2 separate regions of the Callithrix jacchus genome follow, and region 1 is linked to region 2. Evidence: chromatin contacts called from public Hi-C data. All regions are on one chromosome and are shown on one strand. The core of a region is the stretch at or near the end of the contact, and the rest is flanking DNA. Distances in the headings are between cores, read along the strand shown.

What was found. Hi-C and Micro-C count contacts between places; a contact is called where the count stands out from the background.
Region 1: a contact with region 2 is called in a Hi-C map of induced pluripotent stem cells, with 2.2 times the contacts expected there. The contact joins two enhancer-like sites. A contact is called at or near these places in 2 of 3 Hi-C or Micro-C datasets (induced pluripotent stem cells and skeletal muscle).

Annotation. Positions count from the first base shown.
Region 1 is chr5:9,459,888-9,464,976 of calJac240_pri, forward strand. The region is part of intron 3 of LOC128931969; the gene reads right to left. Among named protein-coding and RNA genes, the nearest start is that of SIRPB1, 160 kb to the left of the region's middle. Within about 2 kb of position 2,669, at least 4 of the 16 cell types and tissues checked have an H3K27ac peak or open chromatin away from gene starts, as enhancers often do.
Region 2 is chr5:9,382,607-9,388,256 of calJac240_pri, forward strand. It overlaps LOC128931969, which reads right to left. Exons shown (of 6, transcript XM_078370941.1): 6 at 1-5,056. Among named protein-coding and RNA genes, the nearest start is that of SIRPB1, 81 kb to the left of the region's middle. Within about 2 kb of position 4,150, at least 6 of the 16 cell types and tissues checked have an H3K27ac peak or open chromatin away from gene starts, as enhancers often do.

The DNA.
Region 1 (5,089 bases), core at 1,419-3,918, 76 kb after region 2:
CTTCCTGGGCATAGAGTCCCACTTACCATCGTGTGGCTGAGCAAACTGACACCCCCTTCATCTTCTTTGTCTATAAATACAACTCCTACTATGGAGCAATTAGAGAAATCAGGTCTAAATGGGACCACTCAAAGTTCTTGGGAAATGGTTAAGAGTGGGGTCAAGTCAGGGGTGTGGGTATGAAACCCACCTGGATCCACCACTTGAGGGCTGCGCAGACTTGGCTGTGCCTTTCATCCCCATGTCTGCCCAGTGAGGATCAGAATTGCATATAATCATGTGAATGTGAAATATGCAAACTGCCTGTGCACAGTGGGCCTCAATATATGGTCACAGGTGAAACATACTAAGATTGGTGCCACGACCCCGTCTTCACTCAGCAGAACACCGCTGACCCCTCCTTCCAGGGCTCGAGCTAGGGGGTTGTATGTGCCTGGCTGGTGCCCAGGCCTCCTCTGCTGGAGCCTGGAGCGGGAGGCCTTTGGGCTGGGTTACAGGAAGATCTGAGCTGTAGAGCTGGTGCTGGTGAGCAAAGGTATTTGCATCAGATAATGGGTAAAGTGTCTTGTTATTCCATTAACTTGTGTAGCAACGACTGCGGCAGAGGGAGGGAGCGTTGGAAACCCGCAGGGTGGGCAGGGGATGAGCTCACTGACCCACAGCTAAGCCAGGAGCTTCCAGGGGGCTCAGGAGCCTCGACAGGAGCTGCAGGGGTGGCCTTTGGGCAGAGGGGTGAGGGCAAGGCTGGGCCTCATTCTAGACCTTAAGGTAGGATCCTAGATGGGAGCAAAATCAAGAAGCACATGCCGGACACCGCCAGTGCCAGTGCCTCCCCATCCCTCACCCCTAATTGAGCTCTGAGTTCCTGGGACTCAGAGGCTCTGACCATGACCACAGTATTCAGCCCCCTGAAGAAAAGCGCAGGTGCTGGAGCCCCCTTCAGTCAGGGGTTTGAATCCCAACTCCACCCTTTACAAGTTTGGTAAGTTGCACAGGCACCTAGCATCGCTGGGCTTTCTATTAAATGAGATACTACTACTACATCTCATCCCTCAAGGCCATGTCATCACTCTCTGACAAATCCCATCGAGTCCCTGCCACGTGTCAGGAGCTTTCTAGGCACTGGGGGCCAGCAGGGAACAGCAGGCACTAAGTCTCGTTCTGACGAAGTTTGCATTCCAGGTCGGGGAGGGTGTGCACAAATAAATAAGAGAACTATCATAAAGTGGTAAGCGCTATAAAATTTGAAAATAGGATAACAAGGGGCCAGGCATAAGGAGGAGGGGTCTTTTAGAGATTGAAGGAAGGATACTCTAGAGGTGGCATTTGAACTAAAGCGCAGGTGACATCGACAGCCTTGAAGGGCCGAGGTTGGACTTGAGGGGCACGTCCGAGGAGAGGAAGGAGGCCAGTGTGGCTGAAGCAGAGTGGGCAGCAAAGACGGACAACCTCAGGATGGAGAAGAGGGAGGCACCGGCCGTGTAGAGCCGTGCAGCTGTAGGGTTCAGTTTGATTGGAAGCGCCATGGCAGCCCCTGGAGGTTCGGAGCAGGGGAGGGATGTGATCCGATTTCCATGGTTCAAAGGCCTCCTGGCTGCTGGTAGGGGATGGATTACAGGGGCCAAGGTGGTGCAGGGGAGCTGAAAGGAGGCTGGTAGATGGTGGTCTAAGGGGGTAGTGCAGGGGAAGGTGGGATGAGAATGTGGACCAGGGCTGGGCTGGGTTTTAAAGGTACTGTCACAGGTCATGAGAATGATGAGCAGGAGAGGGAAAGGGAAAGGACCAGGATGGCACAGATGTCTGAGACCGAGTATGTTGGCAGCAGGCATATTAAACATGGCCCCTCACACACAGTAAGTGCTGGTAAACACAGCCTATTGGGAAACCATCGTGTTCTATACTAAGCACCACCTTCTAAAGGGACCAGCCCTGAAGACCAAACAGAGTGGCATTTCTGGTCTCAGATTCCTGGGCTGGGCTAAATGAGCTCTGAGGGGAAAACAGAGGACTCCAAGCAGGAAGGGGGCAGGCTGTCATGCTGCCCAACACATGTGGTGACAGTATAACCCGGATGACTTGCCCAAGGTCACTGGGCTTGTTAGGGGCAGAGTGGGACCCAGAAAGCCAGTCTCTTGACCCTGTAAAATGCCCTCTGGGATCCAAAGTCTGAGATTCCAGGTGGGAGTCCTTCCCTGGACCTCAGGTCTTCGGTAGCAGAGTCCAGCCTCCAAGCCACTGTGCTTGCCCTTACCTTCCTGAAGCCTCCTGTCACCTGTCACCTTCGCAAGCCACCTGGCCTCTCTCCACCCTCTCACCCCAGCAGTTCTGCAGAGGACACGCCTCCCTGGGCCTGCAGGGTTTCCCAGGGTTGGGCCATCCCTAGGGTCAGGTCATCACCATTGCCTCATCTCCTTCCACAGCCAACTTGGAAAGACTCCCCAGCCTTGTGCCAGGAGAGGCTGGCACAGCTGCCAGAGCCCAACTCCGTGGCGCCTCAGGCCCACACAGGGACTGCCCTGGCTCCTGGTGGCCAAGCCACACAGGATAGAACCACCTTTCCTGCTGGGACGCAGCCCAGGCGGAATCCCCCTCTCTTCCTCCTGGACCAATCGGATGTGAGTCAGGGACCCTCTCATGAACAATTTTCCTCTCTTCCTCCTCCCCTGCTATGAGGCCAGGAGTGGCCTTAGACCTACATGGCAGGGGAGGCAAGGTGGAGCCAGTTGGAGCAAATGCCCAACCAGCCTCTTGCCTGGTAAGGTCACCCAGGAGCCTCAAGCCAGCAGGCATTCCTTCCTCCCTCCCCAAGGGTCTGGCCTTATGCTAGCCCCCGACCAAGACACAGACTTTACACTTAACCTCAAAGCAGTCCCCGCCTCACTTGGGGCCACGTTCAGACAAGAGGCAATCAGGGATTTAAGTGGCAGCCAGAGAAGGCCAGCCGCCTGCTTATTAAATATTAAGCGGCAAGAGCCTGAGAACGTATAATTGCAAATGAGACTCTGAGGCAGACGTTGCCGACAGCTTGGACCGGTGCGTGCAGTTGGGACCGACAGGGGATTTCAAGTCACCAAGCCAGGCTGCTGGCAAGGGCCCTACATTTGCTGCACTCCACTACTGCTGGGTGCCAGGGCCCTGAACTGGATGCTGCAGGTAAAAGGATTAATCAGACACGGTTCCAGCTTCAAGAGGTTCCCTGTTTGGTGAAGAAGAAGAAGTAAGCAAGCGCTCACAACCACAGGTACTCTCGGGCGTGGTGTGGGCCCCAGGGAAGTATCTAGGAGGGGTTGGAGAATTGAGGCTTTAGAGTGGAAATGAGCTGACTTTGAAGCACACATTCGGTCAGTTAGTCAGTCAGCAAACATTGGTTCAATACCTAATGTGTACCAAATGTTGTAGACTGGGGGAAATAAAGTATTAAATAAGCTCAACCTTTTCTCTCATGGTGCTTACAATTGAGTGAGAGCTTGCAGTCCATGGATGAACGAGAGTTTGCACCAGGAAGAAGAGAGAGAGGAAAGAGAGCCCATGCAAACATTCAGAGGCCTGACGTCAAGTAGACTCAAAGTGAGTAGGGAGTTCACTGCGCTGGACCTGTGTGAAAGGAAGGGAGGGATCGAGGGAGAGGGTGAGTGGGGGAGGGGATGGCTAGCAGCCAGTGCCTGAAAAGTGGCCACATTAAGAAGCGTGGGTGAGTCCTGGAGGATTTCAAAGAACAGTGCAATGCCCTCCCTCAGGGACAGTCCATGGCTCCCAGGATTCCTGAGCTAGGACATAGTCTGGTCTTTTAAGCAGCAAGAGGAAGCAATAAGAGAAAGCAGACATCCCACTGAATATCCTGGGGCGTGCCTGTGGCTGCCTGGTCAGCCACCCACCCCCACCCCAGGCTGGGAGGAGCTCAGAGAAGCCAAGCCCCGCCCCTTTACTTTCCCCACCCCTGCAGCCTGTGCCAGCTCCTGCACTGCTGAGAACAGATCCTGGGAACACAGGTGCCTTTGTCTTTGCTAGGAACTCAGTCCCTGCGGAAGGTGGCAGTGGGGAGAGTAATATGAGACCCCAGACCCTTCAGGCAAGTCCTCGTCCATCAAGGGAGCCAGGAAAGATTTCAGTGCAACACTCCCAAGAATGTCCCCACTGGCCGGACCTCTGTCTCCACTGCCCTGCCCAGAGCCAGGGTGGGGTGGACTGGGTGAGCTCTCAGGTCGCCCTGGCCAGGATTCAGAAGAACTGCGTGTGCACGTTAAGATGCTGAAATCCCAGGAGGATTAGAATCCTTGAAGAGGTTCTAAGAGTCTAGAGTTGCATTCAGCTGAGATTCTAGAATTCTACAGGTCTAAAATTCCAAGATTTTAGAATCCTGTGATTCTAAGACTCTTACTTGATTAGGGGAGGGAAGACATCATAGTCATCACATCCTCTTAACAAAATTCACGCCTCTAGAAAGAACCCCACACCCACAACTCCAAAGCCAAGCAGGCTTGTTTTCCCCCTTTCTGCCTTTAAATTGTCTTTTCCCTCTTCGGTGTCTGCTCATCTGCACACCCCCCTCCACAGTCCCTCCTCCAAGCCTGGCAGCCACACATTTGCCATCTGCATATAACCCAGTGATTAGCACAGCAGAGTAGGAGAGGAAGGTGTGGAACCCATGCTGCCTGCCAGTCAGACGGCCTTAAGTTGACCAGGCTGCAGTGAGAGTCACCCGAGCTCCCTGCAAGGGCTGATCAGGGAAAGGAAATACACTCCTGCAGATTCAGACACACACACACAGCGAGACACATCGAGGAGGGCCTCAGGCATACAGATACACAAAGACAGAGAGAGATGCGCACACACACACAAACAGTGCAAACAGCACACGCCCACACATGTGCAGCACTCACGCCCAGGCAAACAAACCAGACCGACACACAACCCCACAGTGACATACACCTGGACACACAGGCATGCAGAAACACAGAGAAAGACAGGCACAGCACACATGCATACCTGTGATGCAACACAGACATACATACACAGTCATGCACACGCTTGGAGATACAGCCACACAGCACAACACATGATGCATGCATACGAACACGTATGTACAAAC
Region 2 (5,650 bases), core at 2,900-5,399:
AGATATCTGGGCATCCCTTGTGATAGCCCAGAGATGTTGATATATAAAATTAACCATCCCAAAGTTCGTATCCAGAATATGCAAACAATGTCTAAAACTCAACAATAAGAAAACAAAAATCCGAATTTTAAAAATGGGCAAAAGATATGAACATACGTCTCGCCAAAGAGGGTATACAAATGGCAAATAAGCATATGAAAAAATCATCATCATTTGTCATTACGGAAATGCAAATTAAAACAACTACTACTACCTATTAAAATAGCTAAATTGCAACCGACTGGAAATAGCAGTGCTGATGTGCAGAGAAACAGAAACTGTCACTCATTGCTAGTGGGAATGAAAAATGGTACTTTGGAAGTACAGTTTGGAAGTTTGGCAGTTTCTTATAAAGTCAAACACAGATTTACCATACGACCTACAAATTATGCCCCTACGTATTTACTCAACTGATTAGAAATCTTATGTCTACACAACAACCTGCACACAATGTTTATAGCAGCTTTATTCATAATAAAGCTGGATGCAACTAAGATGTCCTTTAACAGGTGGATGGGTAAGCAAACAGTGGAACAGTCATACTACGGAACATCATTCGGAGATAAAAGGAACAAACTAGTAATTCACACAATGTGGATGAATCTTGAGTATATATTGCTAAATGAAAGAAGCCAGTTTCAAAATGTTTTATATATGTGTGTGTGTGTGTGTGTGTGTGTGTGTGTATATATATATACATATATATGTTGATTCCATTTATATGATTTCTTTAAAAAGGCAAATGATAGAGGTGGGAAATAGATCAGTGGTTGCCAGAGAACTGAGAAGGAGACAGGTGGCTAAGTGAAGCACAGTGGATGTTTTAGAGCCATGATACTATTCTGTGTGATACTGTAGTGATTGATATATCTGCTTGATATCCAGAACATATAAAGAACTCCTACACTATCCATTTGTCACTATGCATTTGTCAAAACCATAAAATTTTACAGCACAAAAAGTAAACCTTCATGTATGCCAATTTTTAAAAATTTGCTAGGAGGATGGGTAATCACAGGATAAAATGCAGATGATGACAAAAGAATCTAATTGCATTACAAATGTGTGAGAGATCTCATTGAAGGGCATGGAGACTACAGGTGCTGACCCAAACAACTTTGGAAATGACTGGCTAAAGACCAAAGGAGCTGTCCACAAGCGCTGCCCTCCAGTTGGTAGAGCTGTTTCTCACAGGGGTATGGGTTGACAATTCTGAAACCCAAGTACATGTACACTAACATTCAACAATTAAGTAATGGATGGCAGATGGAAGAAGTCAGGTTTTTCACTGCTGAAGTGGGAGGTTACAGACAAGCAAAGGAAGAAGGATGGAATGAACTATATGAATGTGTTAGAGTCAGAGACAGTAGCATGAACTCGCATGAATTCATGTTTAACTTAATACAGATACCGATGGTATACTGATGATAGATCCGGAATCATTACGGTTACGTGTATACACAAGCTAGGGTACATACATGTATTTCCTAGCTCTGCCCCCTGATAGTGGGTCCCCAGTAGCAATAGGCAAACCCACTATCCAGATCTGTTTCTAACAGCATTGTCCAGCGAAAGGAACTGGGCTCCTTGGAGAAATGGCTGATTCTAGGGCAGAAAATACACAAGATGAGTCTGGAGTAGCTGTAGTGCCAGAAAGTAAGGAAGGGCTCAAAAACAAAACAAAAAAGAATGTCAAAGAGACACAGGAGACAATAGAAAGATCTCCCAGGTGCCAAAACTGGAACAATTTAAGCAACAATATAAATAACATAGTATTGGGTTATAATGAAAAGCACAAAATAAACATCCATGAGTGCACATGGATATAATAAATGACTGAATAAACAAATAGCAGAAGAATTCCAAATAGCTGATTACATACTGCCCCCTCAAGGAAGTGAAGGGCAACTCCCCAACCCTTAAGTGGAGGCTGTTGAGGAAAACCATAGAAGTACGGTGTCATTCTCCACAAGTTATATCATTCTCCACAAGTTATATCAAGAGAATATGCTATCAATATCAATATCAGTATCACTTAATGTTAACCTTAATCACCTGGTTAATTATTTGATCAGTCTTCTGTTGATAAGCCTTGAGGCTCTGGTAATGTCTGTGAAGGGCAAAGGTAATGTTTATCAGGTTCCTTACCATAATGCTATCTATAACATTATAGATATATTTTTAAATGGCCACAATAGCTCAGGGCCCTTGCATCATACTCTGCAAAGTGACTTTGCTGCTCCTCCCTGGGAGAAGTGATTTCTGTTTCCCCACCTCTTGAATCTGGGCTGGCTTGTAACATGCTTGGGCCAATAGAATGTCATGGATGTAAATTCACACGAGTTACAGAGTCTCAGGAGGCACTGCATGTTGCTAGATGTGGAGGGGCACATGGCCTGAACGTCCCTCTAACCCTAGCTGATAGCCAGCCCACTACCAGACATGTGATTTAGACCAGCCTAAATAAACCCACCCCAGCAGACTCCCCTCTCTGACCCCAGATACAAGGAGCCAATGCAAAGCTGGCTGAGTTTGGCCCAGATGGGCAGGACTACCTAGCTGACCCACATGGGCAATACCAAAAGCTTTCTGTTTAAAGCCACTGAATTTTGGAATGGATTGTTATACCGCAATAGCTGTGCTCCACTGGCACCGAGGCGTAACAATGCATGTAGGAGGTTATTTGTTGTAACACACTGTGATTACAAAAGATTAGGAGCAGCCTCAAGGCTCATCAATAGAACACTGATCAAATAATTACAGGAGAGTCAAACAATGGAATATTATGCAGCTGTTCAAAAGAATGAGGCAGCCCTATTGTGAGTCAACACGGAACAAATTCCATGATGCATTTTTAAGTGAAGCAGCAAGAGTCAGAAGAGTATACAGAGCAAGCTTCTACTGATCCTGTAAAATATTTGTATTTGCATAGACTGTCTCCGGGAGGGTACACAGAAACCCATAACAACGGCTGCCTCTAGGAAGGGGAACTGGGTGCCTGGGGAACAAGAGTGGAAGCGAGACTTCCTTTTCACGCTATCCTCTTTATCTTTTGAATCGTGTAAATGTGTTATCTATTCAAAAATAAATAAAAGCAGACTGTAAAAACTCCTATGCCTTTCAAATTCAAAGAGTCTTATTATTCTCTTTCCAAGACTCCCAAGATCCACCGGGACCACAAAACAGCAGTCGGGGAACCAGTCTGATGTTCTCTGCTCTCTCCGACAGCCCCCACCCGCGCAGGGTGAAGCCGGTTTCTCCGTCAAACCCTTCTGAGCTTCGCCCGGGCGACACTACCTCGCCGGCCACTGGAGGGCAGCGCGAGGCTTCCTTCCCAGGGAGGAATTGCAGAGACACTGTGGTCGGCCCTGAATAGCAGGCTGGCTGGCTCCTACATAAAAGGCTCTGGCTTTCCGTTTTTGTTTGCATGTTTGTTTTCTTTCTTCTTCTATTTCCTTTTTCTAAGAAAGAAAGACAGAAAGAAAAGAAAGAAAGAGAAAGAAAAAGAAAAAGAAAAAAGGTCTCGACCCAAGATGCCCTCTCCCCCCAAAAAAAGGTCTGGATCCAAGAACCCCATTCCAGGCAGTAGGTTCGCCAGCCATTGCCCTCCCAGTCCAGGGCCTGTGCGCCTTCGCGGAGAGAGGGGGAGATGCCCCAGTCTCCTTGCCGCTTACCTCCATCTACCCGGCTGGATACAACCATGTGGGGAACTTGCCCTTCAGGCTGCCAAAGACTTGCTGCTTCACAAATCTTACGATCCGGGAGACCCGGAGGGTTTGCCTTTGACCCCGCCTGTGACCTTAAGAAAACCCTTTTCCACCTGCGCCTGTCCCACAGCTGTAAGTGATAACTGTAAGAATGAATTAAGCATTTGATTTGTGACACTGAGGAACTAAGCACTTTCTGGACTGTGTTATGCCCCATTTTACAGATGAGGAAGCTGAGCGCTCCAGAGGCGGAGTAACTTGCTCTTGGTTACACAGCTAGTCAGTGGCTGGCAGGATTTGAATCCAGGGTTCCCCGGTTCCTAAACCTCTGCTTTTACCACTTATCCTGCCTCCGACGGCTGCTGGGGAAAAGGAGGGTTTCAGAGAAGCTGCTAAGGAAAAGCTTTGGAAAGGGCCAGCGGAGACGGTATTCACTGCGCTCCTCTGCGCGCCGCGCGCCGGCAGGCCTCTGAGAAGCCGGCTTCCCCCAACAGAGAGACGTTGTGACATTCTTGCGCTCGGGTGGAACCGGCGAAGAGACCGAGGCCCAGAGTGGCGCAGGGCGAGCCCCGAGGTTGCGCCCCAGACCTGGAGCAGCCACAGCCGTCGGTCCTTCCGCTCCACCGCGGTCCGCACGCAGGCGCCGGCTCCCCGAGGGCCCGGGCGCCCTGGCCGCACGCCTAGGTACAAGGTCTTGATGAGTCTGCAGAAGCGCGCCCACGCCGGAGACGGCCGTTTCCGCCAGATTGCGAAGGAGTAGAGAGGGGGGCCGCTAGGGCCGCAGCGTTCGGGTCCCCGCCCGCCGAGCCGGGTTTAGGGCCAGTCCCCGCACCCCGCTTCTTCTCCGCCTGGAGAAGGGGGCGCAGCTGTGGGGCACTGGAGCGCACGAGGCACCGCGTCCACGGGTCCTTTCGGCAAACGGAGTTCCTGTTTTCATGCAAATGTCTTTGTTAGCGCCCTGGGAACCCGAAAGACGGAACCGCAGCTGACGCGGGCTGCGCGCCGCTTTTCTGCCTTCGCTTGATTCGGCCTGAACGACTTTAACGCACTGGGAACAAAAACGCCGGCGCCGCGGAAACCCACAGGAGCAGCACGAGGAGCGAGGAACGTGGCTCGGTTGGAGTCCGCGAAAGGCTGTGCAAGCTGCGGCGCACGTGGCGAGGCTGGTGCCTACAGGCCTTCACACCGCATCACCAAGGGCGAGGAACCTCCAACTCTGCCTCAGTTTCTCCACCTGCACTGGAAGTCCTGTATAAGGGATCCGCCATTATTTTGTCCAAAGACTGCGGGAGGCAGCGTTGAGGAGGCTGCTGTGGGGAGTTTGTCAGAGAAGGGGGAAATAAGAAACATACAGACAAAATAATTTCACATAGCAACAAGTGTTAATATCATAGCAAACACCAATGCAACGCTTGTGCCAGGCTCTGCGCTATGCTATATGCCCATTAGCTCATGTAACCCTCACTCCCCTGAACAGATAAGAAAATGCAGGTTGAATCATCTATTCAAGGGAAATAGGAAGTTGAACAATATGTGGGGAAATAGGTTGAACAATAGTCTCAAGTGCCCAGTAGGTAGGCTGGGTTTCAACCCAACCAGTCCAGCCCCAAGTGGAAGCTTTTGCACACTCCATTACACTACTTCTGGCTGTACTAGGAAGTATGTAAAATGGTTGGTGACATGCTCAAGAGAGAGTTGGGACTAGATAGAACCTGATCCTAAAAGGATGTCAGTGGACATCTCTGTGCAAGGGAGTGTCTAAGCTGAGACCTGCACAATGAGAGGAACTAGCCACGCAAAGGACTAAGCATGTCCAGCAGAGAGAACCTGAGCAAGGGCAAAGGCCTTGAGGTGGGAGAGTAGATGCGGGGTTTCATGAACATAAGGATGGAACTCAGTGAGCA